2 separate regions of the Mus musculus genome follow, and region 2 is linked to region 1. Evidence: chromatin contacts called from public Hi-C data. All regions are on one chromosome and are shown on one strand. Each heading gives the region's core, a stretch centred on a gene start, on an enhancer-like site or on the middle of the called end of the contact. The rest is flanking DNA. Distances are from core to core; before and after follow the strand shown. Region 1 overlaps Usp13 (ubiquitin specific peptidase 13 (isopeptidase T-3)). Region 2 has its middle 6.5 kb from the start of Gm52604.

What was found. A called contact is a pair of places that touch in the nucleus more often than the background predicts.
Region 2: a Hi-C map of rod photoreceptor shows a contact between it and region 1, with 2.4 times the contacts expected there. The contact joins two enhancer-like sites. A contact is called at or near these places in 9 of 484 Hi-C or Micro-C datasets (adipose-derived mesenchymal stem cells, cortical neurons, cranial neural crest and 6 more).

Annotation. Positions count from the first base shown.
Region 1 is chr3:32,908,456-32,913,326 of GRCm38.p6, forward strand. It overlaps Usp13 (ubiquitin specific peptidase 13 (isopeptidase T-3)), which reads left to right. Exons shown (of 21, transcript NM_001013024.2): 14 at 3,118-3,206. Among named protein-coding and RNA genes, the nearest start is that of Gm34153, 61 kb to the right of the region's middle. Within about 2 kb of position 1,951, at least 32 of the 459 cell types and tissues checked have an H3K27ac peak or open chromatin away from gene starts, as enhancers often do. A contact at or near this core is called in rod photoreceptor, where this site is marked.
Region 2 is chr3:33,123,954-33,128,648 of GRCm38.p6, forward strand. It overlaps a transcript of Pex5l not described here. Among named protein-coding and RNA genes, the nearest start is that of Gm52604, 6.5 kb to the left of the region's middle. Within about 2 kb of position 2,413, at least 4 of the 459 cell types and tissues checked have an H3K27ac peak or open chromatin away from gene starts, as enhancers often do. A contact at or near this core is called in rod photoreceptor, where this site is marked.

The DNA of each region.
Region 1 (4,871 bases), core at 701-3,200:
GCTGGACAAGACCCCACTCCTGTCCAGTGTGGCTGTGGGGAGAGTCCCACTTACACTTTGTCACTTGGGAGAGAGGAGCATAGTGTGGGCCCCAGAGCAGACTCTCTCCATCAGCTGGAATGTGACCTTGGGCAGCTAACGCTCCTGCCAGTGCCCCTTTTCCTATCTGTAAAGCGGGGATAACAGAAGGGTTTTATTTATAGAACTGATGCCTAAGGGAGCTGAACAGAATAGATGCCTTGCATGTACCTGTCAGCAGCTGTTGTCACTGTCATTATTGTGATCTTTTGTGAATGTGTGTGCGCATGTGCATGTGTATTTGCTGTGGGTCATGAGGTTTGCATATAGTTGACTAATGGCATTTTTGGTGCACTTACCAGAAAGGGGCTAGTACTCTTTTTGACTTAGCCAATTTTCAATGCTGTGGAGTAGACCATGTTAGTTATTGCAGCTTACATTGTTTTTTCATAATAAGATGTCTTCATAACATGTGAGTCTTAATTGTAATGAGTGAGCAGTGCTAATAGACATTGTACAACTGCCAACCCATTTGCAAAGCCCAGTTTAATATTGTCAGATTTAACTGTAACTTGATGTCCGCGAACTCCTGTTACTGAGTGGAGATTCTTATTGCTCTTGAGACAAACCTGAGATATATGTGGAACAAAATGCAGTGTGGTTGAGTTTAAGATATTTTTGAATGGTTGGTAGTTACCCACTACAGAGTCATTCCTTAATTGTTCCTCCACCTTCTGTCCCAACCTCCAACTAATCCACTGCCCATACCTTATTTTCACACAGCTCTTTAGCATAGAGTCAGCAACTTTCCTGGCTCCAGAGTCACCATTTGCATACCATTGATTTAATGAGATTACCCCAGATTTGATATTAATGTGAGAAGGTCTGGGCAGAGGAGAGGCCTCAGTGGTAAAGACTGCTGCTTAGGAATGAGAGCTTGCCTGTGTGGGATCTGGTGTGGCTTGTGCAGAAGCAGAGCACGGTGGGCATGGCTGTAAACATGGTACTGGGATGAGGACAGGGGCACATCCCGGGCTCCCACTGGCTAGCCACTCTCATCTGAGCTCCAGGGACAGTAGAGACTGTCTCATAAAAGTAAGGTGGAGAGTGAGAGAGGAAGAAACACACCCACTGATTGTTGACCTTTGATGGACACATACATGAGCATCTCTCTCTCTCTCTCTCTTCTCTTCCCTCTCTGTCTCTCTCTGTCCCTCTCTGTCTCTCTTTGTCTCTTTCTGTCTCTCTCTCTCTCTCTCTCTCTCTCTCTCTCTCTCTCTCTCTCTCTCACTCTCACACACACACACACACACACACACATACACACACATACACACTCACACACTGTAGCTGAAAGATAACTTTTTTCATTAGTTGAAAATGCTATAATAGCAGGTGAATTTTGTTGACTTTCTGTAAACTGGAAGTCTTGGCTTCATTTAAATGAGAATGATATATATTTAGGCTTCTCAGGCAGCCAGAGAACCCAATTGGAGGGACTGTACGTTTCTTCAGAGAGCCAGGATAATCCTAGATCAATCCCTTTGCAAGGCTGAGCTCTCATAGTTGCCTTGCATTGAGGCCTGTTCTCATCTACTGTCCTTCTGAGGGAGAACTTGAGACAGAGCAGGGAAGATACAGGTCAGTGACAGACCAGTTCAGTGTCCGAAACTTTAGGGATGATGGAATTCACTCCACTTCCTCAGTACAGTACAGTCTGGTGTGTCAAGGGGTTTTCACAAGGGCGAGAAAGCACTGAACAACCCTGACAGCACATCCACGAGTAAGATCATTTCCAGATGTAAAACGAGCCTCAGAGGGGCCAGAGATTCCCCCGGATCTGGAGTAAATTACGAGCCTACTGAAGACTTAAAGCCATACTTCTCTACTCTTTGCCCATGGTCAGCCCTGTGCTGTGTCTACTATTCTGCACCAGAGGGCAGCAATACATTGGAGTTTGTTCAGACCTAAAAAGATGTGTATCAGATAGAAGGCAATGGCTCTAATTCAACAGTGAGGTTTGGAGGAGAAAGCTCGGAGCCTTCTATTTTAAAGGGGACCTATTGTACCATCTCTGGCTCATTGTCTGTACATGATTTTAGCCCAAAGGCTGGGAAACAATGTGGCTCTTTGTCTGTTTACATAGACAGGCAAATAGAAAGAGGTGCTGGAAAGACATAATTGGTGACCGAATGAGTGGGATTCGGGCACTGAGAGGCATGGATTTGATGTGCAATTAGAACAGTCAGTGTGTGCATAAAAGTGATAAAGCCAAGCCTAGAATACTCTGTATTTCAGTTTGAAGTGAACTCAGAATTAACTCAGTGTTAATTTAAAAATGTCAAGTTCAGGGGCAGGAGCACTTGCCGCTCTTGCAGAGGACCAGGGTCTGGTTCCCAGGACCTACATGGTGTCTCATAACCACAGGTAGCTCCAGTTCCTGGGGACATGACCTGCTTTTCTTAGGTCTGTGGACACAGACATGGTACATATACACACGTGCAGGCAAACACCCATACACATAAGCTAAAATCTTTTAAAAGATAAGGCTTAGGTTTAGATAGAGAGAGCTAGCTATAGGACCCGTGCTACCCGGGATCCTGGTATTCAAAGAGACTCTGTAATGGTCAGCCTCAACCCGAGTTCTGGCAACCCTCCCTTGCACCAGTCCACTGCTGTGAGACAGTGATGCCCAGGAGGAGTGAGGCTGGCTTCTCTGCACCACGTAGGGAATGTCACAGACATGGTGCGTGCTTGACTGAGAACACACACAGATACATACACAGGTAAAAACACTCCAAGAATGCTGGGAAATCAAGTGGTTTAGGCACACTTTCCAGAGCACTGCAGCAAAGCAGTCACTGTGAGATAGCTGCACCCAGTGATTACTGTGTCCCCAGTCAGCATTTTCTGCGGCAGAGAAGCCAGGGGGTTGGAGCGAGTGTGCGAGTACCGGTGTACTGACTGTTGGTTGGTTCCTTCTCAGGGCAGTCCTTGGCATTGCCAGGAGCCCCAGACAAAGCTGCCTGTGAGCCATGGACAGCAATAGCCTTTCTTTTCTTCCTTGTTTGATTGATCTCCTCCCCTTGTGTTTCCCAGAACTTCTCGCTTTGCCTCATTCCCTGAATACTTGGTAGTGCAGATAAAGAAGTTCACTTTTGGTCTTGACTGGGTTCCCAGAAAATTTGGTAGGTATCCTTTGCATGCTTTCGCTTAAACTATAGAGTGAGCCACCTAACCAGACATGGCATGTGAAAGAGGCTGTGGGAACGTCTGCCCCGTCCCTTCCACCCCATTGTTTCCTCTGTTACTCCCAGGTTTCTCTGGACCCAGAATCTAGGAGAAACACTACCATAAGAAACACCATATGCTAACCACACCCTCACCACTGAGCTCTGGGAGGATCAGGTTCTCAGAGGGGAAGTACACTCCTTGCGACAGCGCATCTCAGAAGTTACTGTGCACACAGGTCACCTGGGATCTTTGGAAAATGCAGATCCTGATTGGCAGGTGTAGGTGGGCTGAGCGACCATGTTTCTAACCTACCGCATGGTGTTGGCATTGACAGTCCAGACGCCACACTTGTAGTAGTAGGTAGCTGGAGGTATAACTTCCTCTTAGCACCCTTCCCTGCCTCTGAGATACAGCAGTACTATATGTATGTGATATTCATCTAAATCATACACATTTTCCTCCCAACCACTTGGAAACATTGGATTTGGACAGTTGATAGAAGGATGTGGTTTGGGCTTCACTGGCTGCCTTTTCATCAATACTCAAGGTCCTTGGTCAGTGTGGGAGGCCCATTTTCCAGATAAGGCATAAAGACCATTTCCTTAGCCACCAGGGTTGAATGTGAGCAGTCTTAAGTGACCTCCAGGCTTGTGCAAGGATTTGCATCTCACTCCGTGTAGCTTCTCTAGCAAGGACTTCAAACTGCCAGTCTCTTACAGACTTGTTTTTGGGCACTTACACAACAAAACGATGAAAGCCTTAAGAGTCATCCAAACACGGGTAGAAGGGGACCTGGAGACAGAAGGAAGAACAGCCAGCATGATTTCTGAGGAGGCCTGGTGCTGGTGGGCACAGAGTGCCAGTTTATCACCCTTTGTGCTGAGCTATTCCCAGTGCCCAGGAGACCCTTGATTTTCTTGCTGGGAGAGTTTAGGGAGCAGAGGGGGTCTGAGGGCAGGGTGCTGACCACTCTGTTCTCCACTGGCCTCTGAGAAGGTTGAGATACTTGAGAATTTTGACCCATTCAGGCTTTGGATTGCTGTGGACGGGGTTTTTGGTTTGTTTGTTTGCTTGCTTTTCCTTTTGAATTTTTGTGAAGGAACAAAAAGGAAGCCGGATTTTATTGACCAAGGTTTAAAGGAATCTCAAGGTAGGGCCTGGATTTTTCTCTTAAGGAACAGTTGTGTCCGTTTTGTGAATCTGACCTTGTGTTTAGTTTTACTGGTCCTTAAAATTTAACTCTTCTGTCTTAGCTTTTGTTCTTGGGTTATTGTTTCATTTATTTGTTTAGTTGTTTTTTTTTTTTTTTTTTTGAGACAGGATCTTATGTAGCCAAGGGTAGCCTTGAATTCACCTGTGCAGATGAGGGTAGCCTTGAACTTCTGATCTTCCTGCTTCCATTTCCCAAGTTCTATGTTTACAGGCATGTGCTACCATGCCCAACCTGCCTTGTTGTCTTAAATAGGATTTACATATTTGGCGTCATTTGGAGGCAGTTGGTCTCCAGGTCTGAAGGACAAAGCTAAGTTGTACTTAGACTCATTTCTATTCCTAGTTGCATAGGTTGCAGCACTGCCTTGCAGCAGCTGTTAGGCTTATAAATCTTGCATTTGAGCAAG
Region 2 (4,695 bases), core at 1,163-3,662, 220 kb after region 1:
ACCTATACTAATACCTCATTCCAACCTTCTCCATATGTCCCAAAGTCAGGGAGAAAAGAATTGAAGATTGTCTTTGCATCAAAGAATGCCAAGACTCTCAGAGTATTCTTGATGATTAAAATCTTGCGACTAATTGATAGAAAAATCCAAACAGCAAAACGGAGCAGAGATCAGTAGAACAGATGCACAGTTTGTTCAATGCTATGGTAAAAGGGATCAATAGTTTCCTACTAGAGGAATTCAACCCTCTCTGTTACAAGTGTATGATAAACTCTAGGCATCATTTAATGAAATAGGCCTTCTTTTATATTAAGTAGTATCTTAAATCCTAATTTAACACATTTAAGTTTGGAACACATAAATTACAATGTTGAGAGGGTATAATGCTTACTCATTTGTGGATGAGAAAACCAAGAATCACAACAAAGAGTGGTTTCCCACCAGCTTTGCAGGAGTGACCACCATTGAGAAGGGACCACCATTGAAAGGGACAACCAGCCAGTGAACAAGAGTGTACAGTTCTAGGGAACCAGCTCGTCTGCCTGCTGCCAAAGAGGAATGTTTGCTTTTTTGCACCTGCCATTTGTTTAAATCAAAAAGGAATCTGAATAGACTTTTAGGGATACCTAGTTTTAAAGGGTGTAGGACGTTTTTATAATAGTTTAATTATGTCTTCAAAGATGCCAGATAAAGTGCTTAATTTATATTTGTCTATGGGAATCTTTAGAAGTTTGAATCAAAGCAAGAAGATTAATAAAGGCTAATTATGAGATGAATTAGTTCCACAGTTAATTATTTAATCCAGCATGTACAATAGCTTTCCTTATCTGCAATTTTGCTTTCCTCGGTTTCAGTTGCCCATTGTCAACAACGGCCTAAATGGAAAATTCCAGAAACAGAAATGCACTTGATTTGAATGTCTATCCATTCTGAGTAGCATGATAAAATTTGATACCATCTGCCTCTGTTCACCCAACAAGTGAATCAGCCATTCACCCATCCAGCACACCCATGCTGGTTATGTGATATCTCACTTAGTCATTCGGCACTATGTCACAGGTTGGCATGTCACAAATGCCAGTGCAGGCTCCCATGGAGTCACTGTACCACCTGGACTCATCACAGGAAGACTGGCGAGTAGAATAGAAGAACACAGTGACTGCGTTCACTTTTATTACTGTTTTAAAATTGTATTATAGTTTTTTATTCATTATAGTTTTATTATAGTTTATTATATTAGAGTATTTTAGCAATTATAGTTTTATTATAGTTTTTGTTTTATTACAGTTTTATTACATTATTAGTTATTACTCATCTCTTGATGTGGCTGATTTTTAAGTTAGACTCTATTAAAGGTGTACAGGGAAGTATATTACACACACATATTTGGAGCGGGGAGAAATCTTGTTACTATTTCTGGTTTCAAGAATACTTGGAAGGTCTGTGAAATGAGTCCCCAGAAGATAGGAGAGGCACAGTGCATAGGAGAGGCTCATAGACCATGGGCAGACTCTGTGCGAGGCACTGGAGATAAAGCACACAGCCAAGGGAAACTACTCTGAGACAGCAGGGTGAGGGGCCAGTGACAGAGTTCCACCCAGGTTTGGAGCATTGTGAACACGGAGAATGGTGTGTAACCATACTTGGAGGCTCTGATGACTCATGCTAGGAAAAACATGTCTAGATGTTAATGGCTGACTGAGGATTAGTAGGGAGTGAGGGGATGGATGTTCTAGTCAGAGAGAACACCTTTAGGAAAGGCCAGAGGCATGGAAGCCCAGGTCCGGTGTAGAGGAGTCTATAAAACTTAGTAGTGCGTATGGTGCATTTGGGAACACCCCGGATGCTGGAACAGCAAGCCTTTGAGTCCTATCATCTCCACGCTACACCAAGTACACTTGCAGAGTGTTACTGAAGGTTTCCCAGGCTCAGTCTTTATGGCCTGATTCACTAAGACTGTGATAGGGTCTGATATCTGCACTTTTTTTTCCATTTTTTATTAGGTATTTAGCTCATTTACATTTCCAATGCTATACCAAAAGTCCCCCATACCCTCCCCCCCACTCCCCTACCCACCCACTCCCCCTTTTTGGCCCTGGCGTTCCCCTGTACTGGGGCATATAAAGTTTGTGTGTCCAATGGGCCTCTCTTTCCAGTGATGGCCGACTAGGCCATCTTTTGATACTTTTAACCTAAGACAATAGTGACGAGCACACCTGTGAAGATGGCTCTAAGACAATAGTGACGAGCACACCTGTGAAGATGGCTCTAAGACAATAGTGACAAGCACACCTGTGAAGATGGGCCGTGAAAGGACTCTAACAGAAGGGCAGTTGGAGCCAATTAACACTGTAGCAAAGAGGATAAACATATATACATATGTTCACCCCAGGTTGCAAAAGGACAGATTTAGAGCCTGTCTTTAGACTTCTTAGGTAAAGCTGATAAGTCTGGAATATTCTAAGTGGTGATGGTGAGGTGAGAGAGAAGCTGGGGCAAAAGGAGATGGAATGAGAGCATGACTGGGTTTAGATTAGACGTTGGAGCAGAAAGCAGGGAAGGACAGCTTTTGGGTCCAGAGCAGACATTGGTGCTACCACACAGTGCAGGACTGCAGGAGCGGCCACACCCTGGTGTCGGTAATGGATGCATAGTTGAACTTGAAACACATGGCAGTGGTTGAGACAGATACTGGTAGTTAGCTGGGGAATTCCTGTCTTCAGATAAACAATCAGTTTTTACATGAATGCTGAGTTAACTATTTAGTTTCATCTACAAAGAGCTTATCCATTTAAACATGTATTAAAACAACAACTATGTGCCGCATGAAAACAGTAAATTTTGTCAGATTCTGCACAGTGCAAAGCACTTGTATTTGCCTTTTTTAATGTAGAAGGCCAGAGCAAGCATTCTTTAACATAAAATAAAACATGCACATTTAACCCCATATTGATTTTTAAATCAGGGCATAATTAGACCAGATCACTAGATCTTTATTTATAAGTATTAATTTTAACAAAATTGGATATGAGAAAACCATACTCTTCATTTTGTTGATTTTGACTTTATATTGAGCTAGTGTTAACAGTATTACATCTGCTTTTATAATGTGAGCTATTGGTCTTTCCATTTCTAAATTAATTGGAAATTTTAAATGAATTTTAATAACGTAGGCAACAGTGGTTTTTTTTTAAATAGAATTGAATTCAAACTGAGATAGCTGAGAACTGAAGTCTCAGGTTTTCTTCACAGAAATCTTGTGCCCGCCCATTAGAAGTGGCCACTTTCAACAGTCCAGGCCCTTTCTGTATTCCTTCATGAAAGGGTGATTAAGAGCCTAAGAAATGAAGAGAACGCCTTTGAATAGTAGTGGCTATTTTTGACCATGAAGTCAGGCATTTAGGACAAGTTCGACAGAGGATGAAGTGCTAAGGTGTGGGGCATTTGGTAAAGTCTTGGCAGATCTGGTGTCTCGTGGGAACTGTGAGAAAAGGGGCTGGAAAGACGAGGCATTGAGAGCAGTGTAGTCTCATCCCCCTCACCCCTCTCAGGGGCTCCCACCCAACCACCCATAATTCTATTTCCAGGGGATCTGACAGCTTTTTCTGGACCCAGAGACACTGCAGTTATGTGAACAGATGACAGACAGACAGACAGACAATACATCCCTACACCTAGATAAAAATAAAATAAACTTTAAAAAATAGGATTGGGGCCTGATAAGAGGGGACTGCGGAACCCGGCTTCCCATTTTGTGAACTGGCTGTGAGCAGAGTGGCTCTGTTCTGCTCCGCACCTCGCTCAGGGGGTGATGCCTCTTACAGAACCCAAAGCAATGGCTGTCAAACCATGAACTGAAACTTCTATGACTAAGAGCCTAAATGAACCTTTTATATTTGTAGGTTGGTTACCTCAGGTATTTTACTACAGCACCAGGAAGCTAACACTTACTACATCATTATAAAATATTTTATATAAAAATTGTAAGTGACAGTGCATGCATTAGAATGTATTTGTGTATTAGAATTCAGGGATGAGGGGTATTTTGGCTTAGCTGATGCATACAACCCCAGACTCTTCCACATATGTAACACAGAGCGACAGAACCACAGTCTCAGAGCTTTGATTAAACCATGGCTTTACTATTATACTGGCCACCCAGGTCTTCTATGGGGGTTGATTCCTTACTAAGTGCTGATTGTCAGTTGACAGCATCTAGAACTACCTTGGAAGCAAGCCTCCCTGTATACCTGTGAGGGACCACTAGGTTAAGGTTTGCATCTGAGAATGTCGGGAAGAGATTATCTTGATTTGATTAATTTGTCTGGGAAGCCACATCTGTACTGTGGGTGGTCCCATTCCTTCGGTGGAGATCCTAGCGTATATAAAATGGAGAAATGGTGTGGATTATTAGATAGCAAGCATTCACTGCTCTTTGCTTTCTAACTGTGGATGCCATCTGACCATTTGTTTCAAGCCTCTGTTTTCATGACTCCGTTGCTGTAACCTTGAACTGTGGGCTGAAATAAATCCACCCTTCTTTAAATTGCTTTTGGTCAGAGTATTTTGTCAGCCATAGAGAAAAACCAAAACAAAAAGACAGGCGGCTTTCTGTAGAAAATGAGGGAAGGTTTTACAAGTGTCTGTTTGCTCCTAAGCAGGTACACTCTGTTGTATGCAAGGCTGCTGTCCAAG